3 separate regions of the Mus musculus genome follow, and all the other regions are linked to region 3. The links are chromatin contacts, called in public Hi-C and HiChIP or PLAC-seq maps. All regions are on one chromosome and are shown on one strand. Each heading gives the region's core, a stretch centred on a gene start, on an enhancer-like site or on the middle of the called end of the contact. The rest is flanking DNA. Distances are from core to core; before and after follow the strand shown.

What was found. A called contact is a pair of places that touch in the nucleus more often than the background predicts. HiChIP or PLAC-seq counts read pairs in DNA pulled down with a chosen protein or histone mark.
Region 1: a contact with region 3 is called in a Hi-C map of B cells, with 2.5 times the contacts expected there. The contact joins the enhancer-like site here to the promoter of Echdc3 in region 3. A contact is called at or near these places in 5 of 39 promoter capture datasets (the C10 cell line, embryonic stem cells, hematopoietic stem and progenitor cells and 2 more), 3 of 484 Hi-C or Micro-C datasets (B cells, the C10 cell line and CD4 T cells) and 7 of 115 datasets of contacts at active chromatin or transcription factors (the 230-238 cell line, embryonic stem cells, large pre-B cells and 3 more).
Region 2: a contact with region 3 is called in an HNF4G HiChIP or PLAC-seq map of pancreatic cancer cells. The contact joins the enhancer-like site here to the promoter of Echdc3 in region 3. A contact is called at or near these places in 2 of 39 promoter capture datasets (frontonasal cranial neural crest and hippocampal neurons), 1 of 484 Hi-C or Micro-C datasets (embryonic stem cells), 1 of 115 datasets of contacts at active chromatin or transcription factors (pancreatic cancer cells) and 1 of 9 other capture datasets (embryonic stem cells).

Annotation. Positions count from the first base shown.
Region 1 is chr2:6,709,497-6,712,986 of GRCm38.p6, reverse strand. The region is part of intron 2 of Celf2 (CUGBP, Elav-like family member 2); the gene reads left to right. Among named protein-coding and RNA genes, the nearest start is that of Celf2, 170 kb to the left of the region's middle. Within about 2 kb of position 1,701, at least 100 of the 459 cell types and tissues checked have an H3K27ac peak or open chromatin away from gene starts, as enhancers often do. A contact at or near this core is called in the 230-238 cell line, B cells, hematopoietic stem and progenitor cells and 3 more, where this site is marked.
Region 2 is chr2:6,593,155-6,596,444 of GRCm38.p6, reverse strand. All of the region lies in intron 8 of Celf2 (CUGBP, Elav-like family member 2), which reads left to right. Among named protein-coding and RNA genes, the nearest start is that of Gm52546, 120 kb to the right of the region's middle. Within about 2 kb of position 1,489, at least 94 of the 459 cell types and tissues checked have an H3K27ac peak or open chromatin away from gene starts, as enhancers often do. A contact at or near this core is called in hippocampal neurons and pancreatic cancer cells, where this site is marked.
Region 3 is chr2:6,211,641-6,214,780 of GRCm38.p6, reverse strand. Echdc3 (enoyl Coenzyme A hydratase domain containing 3) reads left to right here and starts at 1,787. Exons shown (of 5, transcript NM_024208.4): 1 at 1,787-1,990. The coding sequence starts at 1,821. All of the region lies in intron 1 of A230108P19Rik (RIKEN cDNA A230108P19 gene), which reads right to left.

The DNA of each region.
Region 1 (3,490 bases), core at 452-2,951, 500 kb before region 3:
TTGAAAATTGGTTAAGGAAATTGAAAGTATTTTGACCCATATTGTAAAACTCTGTAGAAAATTAACTTTAGGAGTCTCAGTGATACTTTAGGGTTAACATTAGAAACACTCTGACAGCAAACTAGAACAGTTAGACATATTAAAGAACTGGGCCTCGGGTCAACTTTGATGAGTATATCCATAGAGAGAGGAGCACAGAAGGCACATGGGAGATGATACACTATGGTGGGCCGCATTCTCCAGGCTTCCTTTTATCTGAGTTGGGTGGTCAGCTACATGGAAGTGGGATGCAAAGTAGCAGGTTTCCCTCCACAGAGCTGATCGGTGAGTGGGGACAAACCACAGTGGTGAAACACGATCAAGGTAGATGGGGATAGCAGTCCAGACAGCGCAGAAGTTGATAGCTAAGATCAGTATTTTTTCACTCTATTTGTAAATGACTCAGAGAAGTTTCTACTAATCCACTATTCACACTCTGGCATGAACACAAATTAGAGAAACTCATAATATAAACTTCAGGCAGTGATTATGTTGAAGAATAAAGGAACATGATTTCTCTATTCCTATTAAAAATCATAAGCTGGAATCAGAGGACAGAAGTAAAGGGTTACAATGGAATGTTCTGTGATGATCGCCCTCAGCTCTCCTGGAGTCTCAGCATTATAAAGCATTGTCAGGTGAATTATACCTTAGGTTTCTGAAGCAGATTCTGTAACCCAGCCTGCCAAGCGACCAAGATGTGTCTCCTACAGGATCCAGAAAGTACAGCTGGTTTTTACCGTCTCTCTCCATTTTAACTTCGTTTTAAAGTACAGATGCTACTATAATTCAATGGAGATCATATTTATAGACATATAGAAAGTTATATGGGTATTATAGGCATTGAGGTGTGTAGGAAAAAAGGTATCTGACAAGATAATGAGCCAAACTGCTCCCCAGTTGCTCAGTGTTACAAGTGATTCCAGAAGCAGAAGCAAGCTGGATGGAGCAGGTAGCTTAATAACTTTTTACCATGCAAAGCCTTTTTGCTGCTATCTAGGACACCATGGCCAGTATTAGCAAGTATTATTGAAGTTACATCAAGTAGATGGAGGCATTCCAAAGAGGAGCAGCGTGAATCACGAAGTCTGGAAGGTGGACAACATGGAAAGGTCTAGCAGGTTAACTTCAAAAGACTGAGCAGTAAGCCAGAAGGGTGAAAAGAGGGAAAACCCACAGCAAGGAATTAAGACGAGGGGCTGTGTTCCCAAAAATAAAAAAAAAAAAAAAGGTTCTGATTGAAGTTTTGAAGATCCTAAAGTATGGAGTGAGGCTCTGTATAGATAAGCTCTTTGAATTAATACTAAACCATGGGATTCTGGTGCTTATACTTGAAATGTTGGAACATCAGGTAAAGTACAGAGTATAAGCCAAATTTGTATATAGAAGTGGTAAACATAGAGCACCGAATAAAAGTTAAGAAGGCAAGGGTGCAGCAGCTAACTCCGCTGTTCTCAAGAGTGGACCTTGCCCATCTGTCTTAAAAGAACTGATGCAAAACCCTCTATAATGATGATTTGAAGGTTGAGGGATCATGGGACGGGAAATAGGTAGCCCAGACTCATGTGGCAGTCAGTATCTTTTGGTGGCCTGCTGGTCAGAAAATATTATGCTTATGTGCTCCAGAGTTCAGTGCCTTTCCTGTGATAGAGATAAAGTGAAAGAGTAAGGGAGCTGAGGTCATGTGACAGGAAGTGTGGCGTTTCCCTTTTCAGTATCATACCTACATAGCCCCCTTCCTCTTTTTCTTCATTTTTAGTGTTCCTTCTTTCATCTCGCTGTGGAATTTAGAACAAGATCAGTTAAAGTCTTTCTAGAGTGTCTTTCTGAAGGTTTTCCAAATTAATACAAGGAGATGGGGCCTGGTGCAGCTTTTACACTGGCATAATGAGTCAGCCCCAATGCATCAAACAGGCCTTCTGCTGCATTATTTCCCTGAGGAAACATGAACAAACGTCTGTTTATCCAGATAGGTCACTGGTAACAGACTGGCAAAATTCTTCCACCCAATCTATGTTAAGGTTTCTTCTAGGAGCATGGGTGACTGTGAGCAGCTGCATCGAAAAAAAGTCCTCCCGGCATGGGTGACAGCAGGAAGGGTGTATCGCTGGAGCTTCCTGCCCAGCTTGCCACTTAGTGGTCTCCTATCCTGTCCCCTTGGAGAGTGTTATTGGCTATATAACCTTGAAATGGAGCCTTCCTTTACATTTGTGATGTTCCTGAGTCTTGCAAGTCTCCATCTTCTATTTTCTCTCCAGGAGGGGAGAAAAATAACTATGCAGGCCTTCAAATCTCACCTTTTCAAATTTGGTCTTACTTTTTTGTTTGGGGCACTTTCTCATATGTACAATGCATTTTGACCACTATTATGTCCCCTGCCTGTCCCTTCCTGACAGATCCCTTCTTCATGTTCAAGGCTTTTCAGTTTGTTTTGTGACACACTGAGTTTATAACAAGAATTGTGACCATGGACTTTTAGGTATTCATTGCAGCCTGATTAGTTCAGCAGTGCAAAGTCCTTTTCTACTGTAATGGTATTTAGCATTGGATGCTGAGAAAGAACTGCCATCCCTTACCTAATAGATACTACTTCACATTAAGCTGACCCGTCCCCTTAATCCTCAGAGGGAGCATGTATATTTGTGTGTTAAACTCTTATCTATTATTTTAAACTTCATTATAATTTGAAATTGTGTTTTTTCTTTGCCCCTTTTCCCAAATGGAAGTGAAATCCTCCCTGGAAGACTTCTGAGGACTAAAGTATAGAATGTTGCAAGATCATTGCTCAGTGGAGAACTTAGCACACATTAGGAACTCGATAAGGAGTAGTAAAAAGGAGAAAGAGTAGAAGAAAGCAGTGAGAGGAAAGCAAAATGACTAATACCTGGCTTTGTAAGCTGGATAAGCTATGAAATGTTCATTCTGGATCTTTTGGGTAGGAAAATCTTGAGTGTTTTAATTATGTACCTAGAAAATAGACACAGTTGAGGTAAGTATTCTTAATACTTAGAAGATTGTGGTAGAATGAGTCAAGGGATGAGAATAGTCGGATATGTCAGTGATCTCTTGAGAAGGTGGCAACACGGTTGGTTACTCGGAATCAGAGCCTCTGGAGGAGCTCATTAAATCCCAAGCTTAAGTTAGTGTTCCAAATTCCTGATCCCAGTGCTCTTGACATTCAAGATGGCAGACCCCTTTAAGATAATGGCATGCCCGTTTATTTTAGCCCTGTTTCCCTTGGGCATCCTGTTAGTAGCATAGATCTTAGGCTACATCCCTCTACATATTGGACTGTTTAATATTATTTAATATTTTCTGAGGATTTTCAGGTTTAAATTTTTATCATTTACATGCTGACTTTATGGTTTGTTCAAAATTGACATTACAACTGAACTCTCAGCAACACGTTCCTTCTGAACCACGTTTCGTTGCTTATGCCAGTTACTTGGTT
Region 2 (3,290 bases), core at 240-2,739, 380 kb before region 3:
GATATTCTACTCACCTCTAGTGTTTGTTCAATGAATTTTTGAGATTTGGCAAGTGTGGGATCTGCATCTTCCTAAGAGTGCATACCTGAGGTGAAGGAGAAAGAACAAGGACCAGGTAGCCTTTGGTCTTTAACTTCTGCATGGCTACGGTAGCAGCACCTTAGAAGATTGTTTAATGAGAAAAGAGGAACACTTCACATTTGCATTTAACTTAGATCCTTAGAAAATCACAGTTCCAAGAGTATAAAAGGCAAAATCACCTCTTTAGTATGCTGCAATCAAAAAAGGTTAAATGTTATGTTGAGACCACAGCCAGCACCATTAAATGGACTGGTATGAATTAGGATACAAACCTCCCCAAACCACTTTATGATTATGTGACTTTTAGCATGCCATTTGAAAAGGGGTGAGAAGGGCCAGCAAACTTAATACAAATCACTGAGCTGGATATGGATCCGTATTTCAAGCCCAGTTAACCTGGTCCAAAACCTGCTCTGTCTGCAGTGTGACCCAGCCAGGTCAGGTATGTTTGTATAACCTCAAACTCCAGTGATGTACCTACCCAGATGGCCTAATGGCAAATCACAAATCCCAGCTGAAAGTAGAGCCCCACAGCTACTAAAGAACTAGCTGCTCAGAGAAAACAAGAAACTGCCTCCTTTCATTCTGGAAAGTGTTTCCAATTTACTGCGTATGTCAAACAAGAATATTTTCTAGAACAAGAAGGGTTTTTGTTTTATGACCATTGATGGTTTGCCTGCATGTGTGTCTATGTGAGGGTGTCAGATCCCTTGGAACTAGAGTTACAGACTGTTGTGAACTGCCACCTGGGTGCTGGGAATTGAACCCAGGTCCTCTGGAAGAGCAGCCTGTGCTCTTAACCACTGAGCCATCTCTCCAGCCATTTTTTTTTATTTTAAAAGACAGGGCCTTACCCAGGCTAGCCTCCAACTCAGTATTTGACCAAAAATGACCTTGAACTCGTGGCCCTCCTGCTTCAACCCTCTGAAATCCTAGGATTATAGGTATGTACTACCACAACCAGTTTCTGTGGTGCTGGATGCAGAACCCAGGGCTTTGCTTAGGACAGACAAGCACTCTACCAGCTGAACTACATCCTATCCCCAGAATCAAACATTCCTAAGAAATCATTAGGAGCTGAAGCTGTAGGTGAAGAGGAATTAGCTACTGAGGAATAGTGCAACTGCTGGAGTTTGAATTTGGTTAAGTTGACTAATTGCCTTCTAAATATCTGCTCCAAATTTTGAAAGTAATAATAAATTATTAATTGAAACAGTTGCTTAAGACAACAAGATGCTTCTTTTGTGAATTAAAAACAGTCTCTGAGAAGATTGTCTGAGAGTGTCTTTCACAAATAGAGAAGAGGGTTTGCAAAACCAGTGTCTGGGCAGTCAGAGAAGCTCCAGTTGGAGCAGCTCCCAGCATGAAGTGTGCTCATGGCCCACAGAGGCCCTGCGTTCTTCCCTGAGTCTCCAGCAGTCCACAGCACAGACACTTCCTGTGAATGTGCTAATAGGCCTTATGAGAGAGCTCTGTAACCACCCATCTGTCACTTTTTAACAGACCTGATTGGCAAGCACTTGTAACAACTGACATCTGTTCTCACTTATTGATATGCAGATTTATGGTAATTGCTATGAACAATAAGACACAAAATTACCTAAGGTGAACATTAAATTAAATTTTGATGCCCTTCTCCTTATAAATAATTTTTTTAATCTTAAATTTCAAGTAGGAATTTTGTGCATCTGTTTTGTACATAATTTTCTCATTTTGGAGGATTTTTTCCTTCTTAAGTAATGACTGAAAACGTAAATCTCCTTACTCCCACATTTTTTCTTTTGTTGTCATCATAGTGACTCACTTTTAGGTTTCCTAAAACTTAAGTGTTTCGCATGTTTAGTTACCTTTCTGCCCTGGGTTTGAGAGGTGCCCAGCTGAGCACAAGTTAAATGTGGCCATTTTTCTTCTCAGAAAAGCTGTTTGCCAAGCAGGAGCCAGCTTCTAAGAAGGATGACAGGCGCCTTCCAGTCTGGTGCCCTTTCATGGCGAAAGAGAAAGTCTGAGTGGAGGTGGGAGAAGAGCCTACTGCAGGCAGGGGCTGAGAAAGAAGGAAAGGCAGGGAGCACTCCTCACCACAGGAAGGAGTGAAAGAAACCACAAGTGTGGATTCCAAATGACTGGAAGCCAAGACTGCCTGTGGAGCCCAGGGAAAGTCAGACAGAGTCAGTAGAGGGAGGAGAGATCCTCCAGTTCCAGAGAACACCTGTGGGTGGGAGCAGCTGAAGGCAGCTAAGGTAAAGCTAAGTTAATCTCTGCTCGGGGAGTCTGGTGAGGGTGGGCAGCGCCTGCTTTCCTTACATGGAACCCTTACCTTCTCTCCGACCTCTGACCCTAGAGGACTCATAATGACGACGTGTCTCATTTTGAGTGAGAACGCCCTGGCCAGGTACCAGCTTGTGGCAGAAAGAGCCCAGACCTGTCACCAGGGCTGTGCTGTTGTCAGTGAAGGGTTGAAAAGTACCATGCCCAGTAAGTTTCCCAAGCTCCTTCTAATCACCTAGGATCACACCCGTTATAAACCGAATACAAGATGTCGGGAGCTTTTAGACCGCAGACTGATGTGCGACGGCCACAGAGAGGGATGGCCAGAAGAGGCGTCTGACCTGTGTCAGACTGGGTCGAGGGAGAAGGCACTGTGCCCTGTGCTCACCTACCAAGCATCCTCCTGTTCAGCTGGTAACACAGCCACAGGAAGATGAAGGGAGCTTCTCTCAGGCCTCAGGGCTGTGGCACTGCCTAGCTTCAATCTCTGTTGAGTCCACTATTCAGCTATACCTGTGGGAACATGAGCACAGGCTCTCTGGCTTCTGTGTGTGTGTGTGTGTGTGTGTGTGTGTGTGTGTGTGTGTGTGTGTGAGTCTGTGTGTGTGTGAGTCTGTGTGTGTGTGTGTGTGTGTGTGTGTGTGTGTGTGTTTACACTGAAAAAGAGGATCCTTTTCTTTTCCTACTATTCCTTAGTTCCAGTTTCTTCTTGGTTTCTCATATCATATAATTTACTGCCCCATCTGTAGAAATTTCATTCAATTTTTTCCCCCAGAACTTTGGTCTTTTTCAGTTATCTTGGTAAGTCCAAGGTTATATACAACTTTCTGGGATCCTTTACAGAAAAAGAAAGTTTCACACATAACAAGCACACTTTTTTTTCCATAAAGCTTAGGAGGTTCCTGGACTGCCTGAACCCCATCAGTGGACTTTGAGCTACGTGG
Region 3 (3,140 bases), core at 538-3,037:
TCAGCTAGGGAAACCTTGGCTAGCTCTCTTTCCCATAATAATCACCTTCTTCTTCCCTTTCTCATAGGCTCTTCTTGCCCTACACTTGCCCCAAACCTTAGTCTGGCTGAAAGCTTGTTCTGAGCCACCTGGCCCCCCACAGACCTCCCCCTCTGGCACCCAACCTTAGCATCTGCCTGGTACTCTTAACACGCACGACCTGAAGGGTAACTCCTGCAGCTACCTGCTACTCAGTGGTCACATCACACCACCGAGGTCAGGGAGATCATTTCAAAACTCATAGGCCAGCTCTATCAAGGCAAGTCTAATTTATTATGCTTGCTTTGTAGCCTTCCATCCCTACGAGTCAAGCTTTAAAAACCCAGAGGTCAAGAATTGCAACCCTCTAACCAGCTGGATTCTTCTGGATTCTGGGTTTCTTCACAGAAACAAAGAATAATCTAGCTTTTTAGATAGAACAACAGTCAAGGAAATGGAGGGGTGAAGGGTAGTGGGAGAGTCTTCAATGATATTTTGAAATATCACCTTATACACTGTTTTGTCCTGTTATAAAGCTGAGGATGACAGCTTCGCAGTGGGCAGTGACGGTATATGCTTTTAATCCCGGCACTCACGAGGCAGAGGCAAGTGGATCTCTGTGGGTTTGAGGCTACCCAAGTTCCAGGACAGCCAAGACTACATAGAGAAACCCCGTTTCAAAACAAAAGGAAAAAACAAGCCCCTTGTGTGACTTTTTCTAGGATGACATCCACAGAGCAAAGAAACGATTCTACCCAAGGCTAGCTTAGGGAACCGGTAAGTCTACTGGGGTTACCTCTGTAGGTAGGGGTGAGGAGCTACTTGCAGGAGCACAAAAGACTCAAAGGCAGCTGCATGGATTAAAATCCCACAGCAGCACACATAAGACTCACAGAGGCTGCATCCCTGATGCCCCTTCAATGCCTTGCAGGTTGGTCATCTTATAGGACACCCTTGTAAATCTTTTTACTTTCTGAGATTTAATGAATGTATTGTATATACTGTATATCTTGTATATACTGTTATCCTTGCAGAACCCATTGGGAAAGAGTTCGGGCTCCTGGGATGGCACCTCCCTCTAGAAGCAACAAGATCTTAAGAGCTAAGATTATTTATTCTGTGTCTCCCACAAATACCCACATTTGCAAGAATTACCACACCGCAAGGATTTACTTAAAAGCCTTTCACTGTAGGATATGCCTCTCATCTAGCCACTGGGATCCTGAAACGGATTCCAGGCTTCCCCTGGGCGAATGTGGAAAGCCCAAGCTATAAATACCGGTCTCCCGCGTCTGCACGGGAAGATGCAAAACATTCAAAGTTATAGTAGGCTAAACACTCCTTGTGATCCAGGATCACCCACAAGGCATAGGAGAGTTTCCTGTGGGAGGCGTGGGCGCAGCAATGTGGTACATAGCTCCTGCCACTCATCACCGGATGACACTCATTTCACAACATCCGGCACATTCCTGGTGTCGCTACACAAAGAAACGAGCCAACCCAGTTCTCCCCTCCCTTAAACTCCTTCACAGCCTGACTAAATCAAACAAATCACTGGCTCTGGCAAATGAGTTTCATTCTGTGACCTACACCCAGGGCAGGGCCCCGAGCCCCTCCACCCCACCCGCCCCGCTCCACTAGTTTCGCAGCCCGGGTTTGGGGGCGTGGCTCCAGGAGAAGGACACCGGGGCAGGGCTTTGGGGGTGGGGCCCTGAAGGCGGGGCTCTGAGTGACCAGGTCTAAAAGGGAAAAACCCGAGGCCTAGGCTGCTTGCACAGTCAACCTTGCTTTTCTTGGCTGCAATGGCTGTGGTCGCAGGCCTTCGGGCCTTTGGGGTGAAGTGGCCCAGCTGGCTCAGGCGCAACCCATGGGCCCCTCTCTCCGCCGGCTTCTGCAGCCCAGGGTCAGCAGGACCTGCGGGGTCGGAGTCAGAGCCAAGGCTCACCAGCACGCGACAGCAGGACGGAATCAGGTCAGCCTGCAGGCAGTGCCAGGGCTCTCCCTGGAGTTGGGAGCCAGGACTCGGGATCAACAGGCCTTGCCGCCACTAATCCTGAGTTATTTGTCACTGTTCTTTTCGATTTCATCTCGAAAAGATGACATCTTTGGTGGAGGAATCCTTGCATACTGAGTTTACAGGTGTCCCTTCCCTGTGCACACTAATACGAGGCACATGTGAGGGTTGTAAGTGAAAACTTCCTGGTGGCCCCCTAACACGGCTACCGTGCCCAGTTGCCCAGTCGTTTCTGAACATTTCTGCTGGCATGAGCACACATCTATCGCAACAGCCGTTGCCATGACCTCCAAGAAAGCCTATCACAAAAGATCCATGCCCTTACAAACAAAATCAGCAGGCTCCAGGGTTAAGGGCATGCTGAAATGCAGGGTGGGGGAGGTCAATAAGTAAGGATACAGGGCACATGCCCTGATCTCTGCCCCCTTGTGCCACAAACCTAAAAGCCTTAAAGTTTTGTTTGAATCCGTGCACAACCTGGATGTAATGAAGACCCTTTTCAGGCCTGGGCAGCACAAGGCTGTGAAGAGCTACGTTTCCTTGTTTAAGAGCTACAGGTGGAGCTGTTTAAGTGATATGCCCCCTACTCCAGTAAATAGCTCTTCTTAACCCTAGAAGATCATGTTTCACTTTTTAATCCTCACCCAAACTTTTATGTGGTCCTCCAAAAGAATGGAGAGCCAACCTCTGGCCTTTGGCTCTCCCCACACCTCCCCTTCACCCTCAGACCTCTCTATTACTACAGCCTTTAAGGAGCTTAGCACACAGGTCTGCGGATACCCATCCAAGGTGCCCATATTCTGTCTGTCCCCTAACTCCCTACAGACAACCATGGGTGGCCACCACAGGGGCTAAGCATTGGTGGGGCTCAGTAACTAAAGAGCAATCCCATTTCCTGTGGACTCCTTGGCCATCAACAGAGATAGAAACACTCCCAAAGAGAGCCTTAGGGGGCTCTGAAATGTAGAGCCTTCCTTTCTGATTTTTTTTTTTTTTTTGAGACAGGGTTTCTCTGTGTAGCCCTGGCTGTCCTAGAACTCTCTCTATAGACCAGGCTAGCCTTGAACTCAGAAATCTGCCTGCTCCTGCCTCTGAAGTGCTGGGGTTA